Linked DNA regions of Sus scrofa: region 2 is linked to region 1. The links are chromatin contacts, called in public Hi-C maps. All regions are on one chromosome and are shown on one strand. The core of a region is the stretch at or near the end of the contact, and the rest is flanking DNA. Distances in the headings are between cores, read along the strand shown. Region 1 holds the start of YAF2 (YY1-associated factor 2). Region 2 holds the start of PPHLN1 (periphilin-1).

The links. Hi-C and Micro-C count contacts between places; a contact is called where the count stands out from the background.
Region 2: a Hi-C map of skeletal muscle shows a contact between it and region 1, with 4 times the contacts expected there. The contact joins the promoter of PPHLN1 here to the promoter of YAF2 in region 1. A contact is called at or near these places in 2 of 5 promoter capture datasets (fetal liver and liver), 13 of 47 Hi-C or Micro-C datasets (embryonic fibroblasts, fetal heart ventricle, fetal skeletal muscle and 4 more) and 2 of 2 datasets of contacts at active chromatin or transcription factors (alveolar macrophages and skeletal muscle).

The regions. Positions count from the first base shown.
Region 1 is chr5:73,494,110-73,500,757 of Sscrofa11.1, forward strand. YAF2 (YY1-associated factor 2) reads right to left here and starts at 3,238. Exons shown (of 7, transcript XR_002344163.1): 1 at 2,952-3,238; 2 at 2,411-2,536; 3 at 478-855.
Region 2 is chr5:73,552,062-73,558,709 of Sscrofa11.1, forward strand. It overlaps PPHLN1 (periphilin-1), which reads left to right and starts at 4,144. Exons shown (of 8, transcript XM_013997950.2): 1 at 4,144-4,294. It overlaps ZCRB1 (zinc finger CCHC-type and RNA-binding motif-containing protein 1), which reads right to left and starts at 4,179. Exons shown (of 8, transcript XM_021092556.1): 1 at 3,993-4,179; 2 at 2,662-2,747; 3 at 168-196. The coding sequence starts at 2,745.

The sequences.
Region 1 (6,648 bases), core at 1,988-4,487:
CAGTTCAAAGGTCAGTCAGATCCAAGGGATCCAAGTCCCATCTGTTAGTCATGCAAAAAAATCATAAGCAAAATGCATGCTTCTGCTCTGCAGCTCTCCAGTCCCTGCTTTGGAAATTGTCAACCTTGTTCTTGAAATTACCCTAACTGCTAATTAACATGTCAGCCATGGAGAATTATTTCTTCCAGCTATTGAAACTTGTGCTTCTCAAGCAGTCCTTTAATTCTGTTTTTCTAACATTACCAGAGAGGCAAATATTTTGTGGTGCAATCAGTATCTGCCCTATTAACAATGCCCTGTTCCATTGTTCTACCCAAACAGATTCCACTCTAAATTACAGAAACAGCGGGAGAAAAATAACAGATAACAGAGAAATTAGAGCTCTTAGGTTTAACTTAGGGCCAAAATCAAAAGAGAAGAGACAAATTCAGAGAGAGGAAGGAAGAAGCTGAGAGGGTCGTAGTGTCGAACACTTACTTTTAGGAACAGAGTGTCCCTTAGACTTCTGGTGAGTTGCCCAGAGCCTCTTCAGTTTCAATCCAAATGACAATGCTTCTCTGAGTCCTCCTCAAGTAATGTTTCCACCACTAAAAATTGGATCTATAAGAGCTCAGATGTACTGGTAAAAAATGTCAGGGGCCCCCATGTGGGCCTCAAGCCTCTTTTAAACTAGGCCCACTTCTCTGTCCTGGGCCAACTCCCCTGTGCACTATATTCCTTCTTCTTCCAGGTGCCAGGTATTCGGCCTGTTTCTTCTCTTCTGAGCTGCCACCACCTACTCTATTTCTCAGGGTTCCTCTAACCCCAAGACTGGCTGTGGAGTAGGACACCAGCTTCCCCCCTTCCTTGCTGTCCCTGCAAATAAACATATAAGCTCTTCTAGTTTCAGTATTTTTCTAATGGCTATAAGAAAATAGAGAGGGAACAACAAAAAGCAACAATATTGAACCAGAGGTTAAGATTATAATAATTGTCTCCACATTAAACTTCCTGCCTCCAAAAACCAGATTTTCTGAAAATTGCTTATTGAGCATTTAAAAAAATACAAAGTACTAACATAGATATACAAATATAATCTAGACCAAATCCAACCTTATATAGACATAAAGATGTAAAGATACTCTGCTTTCAAAAATAGTTTAATCACGGGTCCACATTCATTTTAGCAAAATTTTTTTCCTTTTAGCATGTTCTGTTATATTCCCTTGAATTTAATAGATGTTTGAAAGTTTGCCTTTTAAGACATCATGAAAATACTCAACATATTTTATCCAATGTAAATGAGAATATACCAAAAGTGAATTATGACTTACAAAAAGGTTATGTCAAAAGTAGCCAGCTTCACTGAGCAAATCTACAAATTTCAAGTTTTTGACAACTATTTCTGTCTCTACATTTTAAAAATTTAATAAAATGCTGTAAATAGTGTTTTAAAATCTGGATATCTCATTTTCAGAAATCTAACTTCTACTGAATATATATTAATACTATATAATCCTTTAAAAAAAACAGTTTATTGTATCAGTATAGGTGTGACAATTTACTTTCTAATTGACTTTAATCAAAAATATGTCATCTAAATACCAGGGTATAAATCACAGTAACTACGTGCTGGCAGATCAAGAATGCCCATGACTTTAAATTTCCTGAATGATTTTCTTTATCCACTTAATTCACTTAAGTGTTTTTTTTTAAAGACTGTTATCATACTGTAAGCTTGCAATGAAATAAAGGCTGAAAATACGCAAAGATTAATTTTATCTCATTCATATAGTCTAATAAGAGTGCCGTTTAATCAAACAAAATAAAGTCAGATACTTGCAGTAAAAATGTGTCCCTGTGACTGGGCTCACCTCAACTATTTATAAAATGTTAGAGAACTGGGGTAAAGACACTACACAAAACCCTGATCTGACCCTTCTAGACGTTTATATTAAAAAAAAGCTTAATCTACTATGTATTCTATAATCAGATACTTTTTTGAGGAAGGAAATTAAATTACATCTTTTGCTTCTAAAGAGGATTGCATGGTGCTTCTTTGATTCCTACACACTAACACAACAATGCAGCCTACGTTCTTACATCCGGAATGTGTGCTGGGGAAAGGGGGATGCGGCATTACACCCAGCGATATGAATTAAATCATTAAATCGCAGTGGCTAATGCCTCTCTTTAATAATTTATTCTCTCTTGGCAGCAAGAAACGTTACAGCCTCTTCAATTTCCCTTCACCGCAAACGAGCGCTAGGGTCGCGATCAACGTGACCCAGTTCCTATCGCGGACACCACCTCAGTCTCGCCTCCGCCCGACGGGTGGGCGAGTGTCGCGGGAGGGGACGGCAGCCGCAGGGGCGTCCTCGGCGCCTCGACCCCGCCGGCTGGCGGCGCGCAGGGCAGGCGCGGGACTCACCGGGTGGAGGTGCCCTTCCGCACATCGCACATCATGCACTTGAAGGCCTCGGCGCTGTTCCGGAAGGTGCAGACGCTACAGTCCCAGTAACCCTCATCCGAGGACGGCTTCGGCTGCCGCTTCGGCCTGCAGGACACAACCCGGACACGACGCGGCGCGGGGTCACCAGCAGGCCGCGCCCGGGCCCCGCGGCCGCGCCCGCCCCGCCCCCCGCCCCAGGCCCGCGACCCCCGCCCCGCCAGCGCCCGGCGCGCCCGCCTCGGGCTCAGAGGGGGAGGGGAGTCAGGAAGGCGAGGGCGCGAGCGCGGTCGCAGCCGCCGCCTCCGCTCGGACACCCCGGCCTGCCGCGCCGGCCTCCGCCATCGCGGCTCCATTGTGGGGCGGCCGGCGCCGGCCCCTCACGCGGCAGCGCTCGCGCAGCAGCGGTGCCGCCCCCGTTCTAGCCCCGTTGCCCCGGCGGCGAGCGAGACGAGTGCCCGAAGCCCGCCGCGAGAGCCCCGTCGCCTGTACAGTCCGGGCCCGGGGGCCCGGGCGCTGTTACCTGGTAGGGCTCTTCTTGTCTCCCATGGCTTGGCCACAAACGCACGCCGAGAGTCGCCGCCGCGGCCGCTCTGTTTGTCAATAAGGAGGATAATAAGCCGGGCGGAAGCGGGCGGGGGAGGAGGGAGGGGGCGGGGAAGGCCGCACCGCTGAGCTCCGGAGCCGCCGCCGGATCCCACGCAGCCTCCAGCTGTCGGGGAAACTCCTGCCTGGGCCACGTGACCCACGCGAGCCAACCAGCGGCCGCGCCGGAGACTTCAAACGCGGCCAGCGCGGCCCAGCACTCCCGGCGAGTTCGCGGGCGGCGGCGTGGGGGTGGCCATCCCAGCCTCCCGCGCCGTCACCGTCTCTCGCCCGGTGCCGCCCGCTCCCTCTCGGCGTCCGCGGAGCCCCTCTGGCGGGGGAGGCGCCGTCCTCCCGCGCGAAGCCTGGTCCAAAGTGGGGCCAGCGTTCAGAGGTCAGCCCGGCCCCGGACCAGAGTGCGCGGCCGCCGTCTCCAGGTGGAACCGCTTTCCGGGCCTGAGCGGTCCTTGGCTCCTCAGCTCTAGCCCTAAGGATACCCGGGGGAAGGCGGGAGCCACCCGTCAGCGCCATTGCTAGGTGCCCTAAGCCACTTGCCTAGTTTTGTGCATAGAAATGCTGGCCAAGTAGGGATTGTCTCCTTAATTTGGAGAAAACGAAACCCAGGTTCAAGAGAGGTTAGGCGACTTCCTCTATATTACATAATTAGAGGTGGTGAAGCCAGGAATCTAACTGTTTTAATTCCAAATGAGCTCTCCTCGCCTCTCAAGCCTCTACAGTAGCTGCTTTAAAAACAAACAAACGAAAACAGCAACAACAGCAAAAAAAAAAAACCAAACACTCAAAAGACCTTTTCCCTTCCTTTTAAATAACGAGTTTGCGTGTGCCCTGTTAAGAACACGTTCCTAGCAGGTTTCATTACCGCAATGTACTGGATGCCCTCATCTTCTACTAGACTCTAGCAACAGCCATCCTACTGGTCTCTCTCTCTCTCTGAAGTTCCAGCCTCACCTTCCCAATCTTAGCAGTAATTCGCAACCAGATTAATAATAAAATGCTGGTAACGTTATGTCACCACGCTGATCAAGAACTTTGGTTAAAGCTCCTGGACTCTTAAGCCTACTAACACTTTTTAGCACTCTATGCTGGCACTTTGTAAGTCTCTTTACACAATGCGTGTTTTTAAAAGGGCTCAAAGTGCTGTGCAAATATTCCCATCAAGTAGCCTATCCCTTCATTTGAAAGACAAGGAATATAGGGACCAGGTTAAATGAGTTGGCTAGGTTTAGAGCTCAGATATGCTGTCAGTCTTTCTGCAAGCCGCTCTTCCTTTTTTATTTTTTAAACTGAAGTATAGTTGATTTACAATATTAAGTTTCAGGTACAGCATAGCGATTCAGTATTTTTGCAGATTATACTCCACTTTACATTATAACAATGGCTATAATTCCCTGTGCTGTACAGTTTATCCTTGTTGCTTATCTATTTTAGACATAGTCCTTTGTGTCTGTTAATCCTTCACTTCTAATTTGTCTGTCCTGCTTTCCTCTCCCCTTTGGTAACCACAAGTTTGTTTTTTTCTCTCTGTTAGTCTATTTCTGTTTTCAGTCCCTGTTTTCTAATTAACCATATCAATTTACAATTTACAGCTCTTTCTGAACTCAGTGCACCATCTGTATTTTTTGCAAGCATCACTTCTTACGACTCAGACCTCGATTGAGAGACCCAGAAACCATGAGGAATGTGATTAAGGAAAGCAATTAAGAGAAGAGATCTAAGGCCTAGTCTTCAATCTCTCAGTAATGCAGTAGGTAAATGTCAGTGTCTTTTTTTTTTTTCCATCTGTAAAATAAAGGAGTTAAAAATATTATCTCAATTCAGATCCCTTCCAAGTCTAAGGTATTGTGATATTTTTTAATTTCTCAGCTGGATGGATTATCATGGAGATTAACAAAAACTGGTTTACTTGCAAAAGCGATGGCAACAAACTATTTTTAAATCAAAAGAAAAGCAAAGGGAGCACTCTAAAAATCCCTAATGCTGCAAGTCACCATTTCTCTAGAATATAAAACCCACCACTAGAAAGTAAGCTGCGGCTCTGAACCATAAACTAAAGAAGGGCAGGAATTTTTTGTTTTGTTTTCATCACTGCATCTCCAGCCCCTAGAATAGTCTGACACATAGTACACAGTCAATAAATAGTCTGAGAATGAATACATTCTCCTGTGTCACAATTCTACAATGAGTTATTTTTTTATACCAGAATTTACAGCCTGTTAAGCTTATGGCATGCAGTGTATCATCAATCAATGCTAAAATTTACAACAGCCCTTCAAACTGTACTTTACAACTCTGCAAAGTAGTCCTTGTAGAAGAACCAGAAACCCCTTTTTCTTGGAAGCACCAAAGCACATGCCCTTGCCCTCTACCAGCTGCTTCCCATTTGCAGGTTCTTTTAGAAAAACCCCTTCCTGTAAGGGGTAGGCTTCCATGAAGATAGTAACACAGGAGCTACATCTAAATCGCCATGAAAGTCAGACCTTTATTCTGAAGTGTTTCTTACCTATCTGGAAGAGCAGCTGGTGGAGAATGGTGATTTGCAGCATTGGGAATTTTTTTTTTTCCGTCCATTTTTTTTTTTTTTTTAAGGGGGATACGGCATATGGAGGTTCCAGGCTAGGGGTCAAATCGGAGCTGTAGCTGCAGGTCTACACCACAGGTCACGGCAACACCCAGTCCTTAACCCAGGGATCAAACCCATGTCCTCATGGATACTAGTCGGGTTTGTTAACCACTGAGCCATGATGGGTACTCCAGCATTGGGGATTTTTGGAGTGACTAAGTTTCTTACCCACTCAGGTGTCCTTTCAATATATTAACAGAGTTCAGTACTTTATTTATTTTTGGCATATGGCATGCAGAAGTTCCCAGGCCAGGGATTGAACACAAGCCACAGCAGTAACCTAAGCCACAGCAGGGACAATGGCTTAACCACTAGACCACAAGAAACTCCAGAGTTCAATACTTTAGACATGCAGTTCACTAGGGTTAACAAGAGTTTTAACGATTTAACAATAAATTGTTGAAGTTTTCTAATGTTGTACCTTTTAAAAATTAAAATAATCCCTAAGCCATTGAAGTAATATTCCTTTCCATTCTGACGTGCTTCCCAGAATGGTAGAGACTGAAGTTATTGGAACTCTTCAGGGGATCTTGTTCATACGATTCTGTTCTCTGTGGAGGTGGATGAAAAGATTGAGTGTGCCTGTCTTAGATCAAGAAATTAACCTTCAATCCTAGAGACTTCAGGCTGGTCTGATTAGTCCTGAGTTTATATCAACAAGGCCAATACAACAGCAATAAAAACTATGTATTAAAGTTTTGTATATAGTTTTTAGGGACTAGACCCTGTACCTGAATTGAGGAGTACCATCTTGTTTACTGGAATTTGAGGAAAAATGGCATGAATGAGGCAGAAATAAGCTTCCCCCAAAGAACTCAAAGTATGACAATGATAAGCTATAGTTGTAAAAACCAATCACATTTTAAAAGGTTGACTGGTTATTGTTTAGTTGTTTGGTATTTTGTTTTATTTTTGCAAACTGAAGATACCTCTGTTGATCTTTGTTGGTCATAAAAGTTAAATGTTACCTATTGTATTAGCTTCTAGGGCGCCC
Region 2 (6,648 bases), core at 2,894-5,393, 59 kb after region 1:
GTTGCAGATGTGGCTCAGATCCTGCGTTGCTATGGCTGTGGCTGTGGTGTAGGCCAGCAGCTATAGCTCTGATTTGACCCCCAGCCTGGGAACCTCCATATGCTGTGAGTGCAGACTTAAAAAGGAAAAAAAAGACAATAATGAAGTTTCAAATCTGATATACTTACTTTACGACTTTGCCATACTTGGAAAATATCTGAAACAAAAGACCACATAATAATTTACAATTTTATTTAAAATCATTAAATAGCCTTAAATTTTCAGGTTGTATATACTGACCACATTCTTTGTTGGAGTCTATGAAAATTTTTACCTTTGGTTTATAAAGCAGGCCCTAGAAAATATATTTGTATTTTAGAGACTAGAATAATACTCTTTTTTGGTTATTGATGTTACAGATATTTGCCTCAGTTTCTAAATTTCTGACAGAAGAGTACAGAGAAAAAAAAAAACCCAACACTCTTCATGTGTGGTGGATGAAAGGCACACACACTGCACAGCTTCTCTGTTCCTGTGGTATATCCAGGACAACTGTCAACCCCACCACAGCTCAACTGTCAATGCTGAGCCTGCCCTCCACCCCACCAAGCAATCACTATGTCAGAAGACAGATCCTTACTTACACTGCTTGGAAAACAAAAAAGCTTTTATCCCCTTAGTCCCCTCCTTCTGTCCACCCTGATACTTAGGTGGCACGTTATACTTGGCTCTTTCTTCCCTTTTACAGCTACACCTTCATTCTAAGTAATCTCATCTATTTCTGCTGTTTCAGCCAGTACCCGTATTACTAATAGTTCCTATCTACTACATAATGCTTCGTAGAAGTCTTTCAGAATACATTAGTACATGCGATCAATAATAATACATTATTGAGTTCTATGATTAAGTTATATAACCCTGGAACATAGTATAACTGGACTGCAGTGTTACTAATACTGAATTCTGAAGACCAATAAAGACAGTCTTGTATATAACATTTTCGAATGGCTTCTCATTTCACTTAGAGTCCTCACCATTTTCTATGCAAGCCCTAGAAGGTACCTTTGAATGGGGTTACCTCTGACTGCCCTTCCTCTTCTGATTTACTCTGCCTGAAATGCTGCCCCCACCAGACATCTGCATAGCTGCCTTTTACTTCCTTCATGTCTCTATTCAAGTCACTTTCTCAAAGTAAAATTTCACCCCCATTCCCAACCTAACATTTAATAACTCTCCTTTCCTGCTTTATTTTGACTCCATAGCACCTAATACCTTAGCATTAACTTAGTATTTAACAAATAATATCATTTGAAATTTTTATATTTCAAATTATTTTTCTCTCTTGCTATATTGTATGTGCCAAAAGGGATCTTCATCTTTTTGTTCATTGATGTGTTCCTAGTACCTACAGGAGTGTTCAGCATACAGTAAGTGTTCAATAAAAACAAAAATGTCTCTGATACAGGAATGGAAACTAAAGTTCATTTTCTTTGTTCTTTCAGACTTAACCTATCTTTTTTTTTTTTTCCTTGTCTTTTTGCCTTTTCTAGGGCCGCTCCTGTGGCATATGGAGGTTCCCAGGCTGGGATTGGAGCTGTAGCCACCGGCCTACGCCACAGCCACAGCAACGCGGGATCCGAGCTGAGTCTGCGACATACACCACAGCTCACGGCTACGCTGGATCCTTAACCCACTGAGCAAGGCCAGGGATCAAACCCACAACCTCATGGTTCCTAGTCCGATTTGTTAACTGCTGCGCCACGACGGGAACTCCAAGACTTAACCTATCTTAATTAATAAATCAAGTACTATTTATCATGTATGCAGCATCTCTCTACTATACTTAACATCTACTCAAAATAGCAGGGAGAAGACAGCACATTTGGAAGAAAGGATTCATGTCACTCCTTTCAGTTCCTCTCAATCATTCATCTTCAGGACAGGTACAGCAGGAAATTTTGCTCTCTAAGGTAAAGCAGTAAAAGAAGATGTTGGAAGTGATTTTTTTTTTCTCTTTCAATGTCTCCAATCCTGAATTGAAAACAAATTTTATACTTGCAGAATTTAAAGGGTTAGTTAAGGGGTCTGTTTTGCTTCCATTTGGAGGTTCTTTCCTCCAAAACATCTATCCCACTATCAATTTCTCTCTTTTTATGGTGGCACCTGTGGCATATAGAAGTTCCCAGGCTAAGGGTAGAATTGGAGCTGCCAGCCTGTGCCACAGTCACAGCAATGCCAGATCCAAGCCATGTCTGCGACCTACAGCAAAGCTCATTCACCTCAATGCCTGATCTTTAATCTACTGAGCGGGGCCAGGGATTGAACATGCATCCTCATGGACACTATGCTGAGTTCTTAACCCTCTGAGCCACGATGGGAACCCTACCACTACCAGTTTCGAAAGCCAAGTAAGCAGCCGGAAAAATCAACTTGATTATGCTAGGGGTATCTTCTGTGTTTATTAAAAAAAACTTGTTATTCTCTATAAATAAATGAGAATTTTCTTTGGAAATCACAAGTATCTAATTTTTTTTCACTTACATATTCAACAGAGGTCCTTAGTATTAATGATTTAAGTGACTGTAATGTACTTAAGAATTTTGCTTAAGAGAGAACTGTTCAACTACATTTGTATCTCAAATAGAGGATTCAGTAGGTAAGAGTACTAATACAAAAACTTACCCGATATAAGTCATTGTTGGTCAGGGAAAAGGGCAAGTTGGATACATACACTGTGCTTTTACTTGGGGCTAATCCACCACTCATTTCTAAAAAAACAAACAAACCCAAAAGCAATCAAAACCAAGTATTCTTCATTCCAAGTAAAATCAATATTATTGGCAAATGTTAAATTTACATACTTTCCTAACTTCTTAGTAATACTTAGGAGCAATGACTCCAGCTGGGTGAATTAAGGAACTTCTTTTCTCCAGACACTACTTAGAGTTTTCTGGTCCTTCTTTTTATTTACTTACTTGTATTTATTTTTTTATGGCCACACCTGTGGCATATGGAAGTTCTCAGGCTGGGGTGGAATTGGAGCTGCAGCTGCTGGCCTACACCACAGCCACAGCATTGCCAGATCCTTAACCGCTGAGTGAGGCCAGGATCGAACCCACATCCTCATGGACACTAGTTGGGTTTATTACCCCTAAGTCACAAGAAACTCCTGGTCCTTCTTCCTAGTAGATTCATTACACTAATCCTTTCAGTGATGAATATGGTGTGAATGGAGAGGTGAGTTTCTAACAGATGAAGGAAAAACACTGAGGACACTCTTAAGCTCCCCTCAGGCTAAAAGCAAGAAAGTGCTTTCAGATATGCTTATTACCTTGCCTAAGCAGCTAGAAAGTGTCTAGGAGCTCAGAAGGAACCTTAGCCATTGATTTTTGCTAATTTGGCTGGGTACCTTTTTGGTTGTCATAATATTTTTCTCTGGAGTTGTGTTACCAGGAAATTTTAGCCTCATCTTTCGATGATGTAAAGAAACTTTCAAATCACTAATTTTCACATTATTGCTAATTTGAAATGATACATTATATGAATAGTTTTCAGTGCCCTGAAGGGTATTGATTTGTATATGTATTTTAAGTGTACAAATATAATCTGTAATACATTTCTATGCTATATATTACAAAGTCAGTAATAATCTGTGAGAATTACATCGGACTCAGTCAAACTCAAATTTTCGATTTTAAAAACGTGTGTGGTGGGTATTTAAGATCACAAACGACAAAATATTCTAAAATGATGTAATGGGAAAACGCGCTGATGCTCGCTTGGCACGCCGGACTTAGACAACTTCAGGAACTCAGCATCGATAGGTCGCTTTTTAAAAGCTTCCAACTGAAACTCCTCGCACGTTAGCCGTTCTGGTTAGAACGGGGAAGGCAGGCAAAGGTAAAGGTCCTGTAATTAAAAAAAGGTGTAGGGAGAGAGGGACAAGTGATTCCGGCGGCTGGGTCTGGGGAGGAGCCCGTAGGGAGAAAGGCCGCAGCCGGGGAGGAGCTTACCTTCAGGTGGGGCGGGCCCAGGAGACCCGAAAAGCGCGAGCCTCAGCTGGGGCTCAAGCCCGACAGTTCGTTGCCCCTCGCAGCTGCCTTGGCATCACGGGTCCCGGGAGGGGTCAGGTTCCGTAGATGAGAAAGTAGCAGCAGTAGCGCCTCTTCCCGGCTCCCCTTTGACCCACGCTCTGGAGGCGGGCCTAGGGGCGGGTGCTTTTGCTGACGTCTTTATGCGCGCCGGAAGTGCTGCCTGGGAGCGCGGCGACGAGCGGACGATTGTATTTACGGGGTCTCCCGGAGGCTCAGAGTCGGTGAGCGGATTTTATCATTCTGAGAGGTGGGCAGGGACAGGCGCGTGGGCCGGTACAGGGTCGTTGGCCGGTACAACTCTAAGGAATGAGCGGGCGGGTGGGCGTTTCCGCGGCGGGACCTGGAGTCTCCCGCTGCATTTGAATCGTGCAACAAACAGTTCTGCCCCTGCGGTTGAGGGTGGAGAGACTAGTGGGAGTTTGGAATAAAGAAAGTGTTGAGTCTGTGGTATAGGTTCGCTTCTGTATAGCACCATAATATGTAAAAAGAGGACTGATCTAGGTGAGTTCAATGACTCGAGATCAGTTAGGAAGTCAGTAAATTTACTGAGTGTGTTCGACGTACCCAGTTCGGTTGTAGGCACTTAAGGAGCTACAGAAAAGTGTAAAAGAGGCCTTTTGCTGCAGGATATCAGTCTTGTTGAGGAGACAAGGTCAACTTGGGGGAGACTCCGATTCACAGAATGACTCATCTTGAGTATTGGTATGGACAAATGTTAAACTTCTTAGCACTTTTTTTCCTCCTATAAATCTATAATGGGCACACACTGCTTTTTCTCTTAAGTGGCTGTAAACAGGCCCATCTTTCCTACAGAAAAATCAGAAAATAATGCAAGGTAGTTTATACTTAACTTCTACCCACCAGCACACACAGACCAGGCCTCTAACCACTCCCCGGGAGCCTGCGTGCCAGCAGCCTGGAACTCAGAGCCTCTCCTGGAGCCTGCACAGTCAATCCAGACCGAAGCTGATGTCTTCTAGAGAGACGGAAGTGCAATCCAGCCAGGGCGCTGCAGGATTTTGAGAGGCCCGAATGCCTCCGCGTCCACCAGGGGACCGCTGGGACTAATTCTCTTGGCAAACTTGTGGCCCACCAAAACTACTATGCTTCACATCCCTGTTATCCTTGGTTACCGCCCAAGATGTAAGCCCCTTTGGTCTTCTTTGCTACATCCTCATCCCCGTGCTGCTTTGTGCTCCCTCTCCCTTGATTTAGGCTATCACTGCTTCTTTCTCCTTTTCTTCCACATTTCACCCCTCGACAAAACATCTGTGCCCTCTGAAACCTTTCTTCTCTGCTTAACAAACTCTTTTACATGTTACACCTGTTTATGGAATTTTCTTCCTTCTCCTGACACTTATTTTTTCCCTCTAGCCTTTTCAATTGAGCCCATTCTCTGACACCTGCATTTAAGGCTGGGCGAAGTCTCTAGCGGTACTGAACTCATATCACTTTCTCAATAGTTTTTTCTTCCCTGAGGGTCTTTGCAAAAGTTCTTTTTTCTCTGTGGCATTTGATTTTTCCGGATCCCTACCCTACCTCTTTCTGGATAATTCGTACACCTGCTAAAGATCTCAGTTTAGTCACTTTCTCTGACTTCTCTTAGAGTTAGGTACTCTTACCAAGTGCTAAGTGCCTTCTGCTTCCCTCATAGTAGCACTTACCAGATATATCTCGATTGCTTATCTCTTTTGCTTCTGAGCTAGATTGTTCAGAAGGGACCATATCTGTCTTGTTTACTTTTGTAATTCCAGGGCCTAATAGGCAGTCCAGTATTTCTTAATTATTACAGTTGCTGCAGGTACAGTCTCAGAAGTTAGGCTGTTGATGTATCATCTCTGGACTTTAAAATGTAAAAATCTTTCAAAAGGCGTCAGCTGCTATTCAGGTACAACTGGTTGTGGCTGTGTAATTGATTGTGTGGTCCCAGTGTTACTGGAGCATCCAGTTTTTTCAAGGAAAATTGGAAATACAGTTTCTTAAAGTGTTATCTCCCAGTTTTAAAGTATGGTCAATGGAATAAAGTTTTATTAAGAAAAAAACCTTGGGCCAAACACAAGTTGTGACTTCTTATTCACTGGTTTAGAATCTGTTATAAGTTTCAGAAATGGGCTTTGTGGAGAATAATAGATTTTGAACTGGGCCTAGATGGATGTTCAAAAATTGAGACAATGGAAAGAGGTATTCCAGCTTGGGAAATAAGTCAGACAACTCCAGAGTAGTGTTTGTTACTTTATGGGACAGAGAAGAGACACAGCATGAATGATTCTTTGGGAGAGAACAGGAGGCTAGGTGAGATGATAGAGGGCACATAGGAAGGGCAGAGAAGTTTGGATTTGTTACAGTTAATTAATAAGAAACTGTTTGGGTTCTTGATCAGGGAAACCAGATCTGACTGACATATTAGCAAAATTAATTGAGTATCCTTTTTTAAAAAAGGGTGAAACGGAGAGTAAAAGACTAGAAGGTGGCTGACTAGTTGACTGTAACCTCCATCCAGAGGTGAAAAGAGATTTAGATTTGGAAATATTATACATAGTCAACATCCAGTATTTTTGTCTCTTTCAGTACTTTC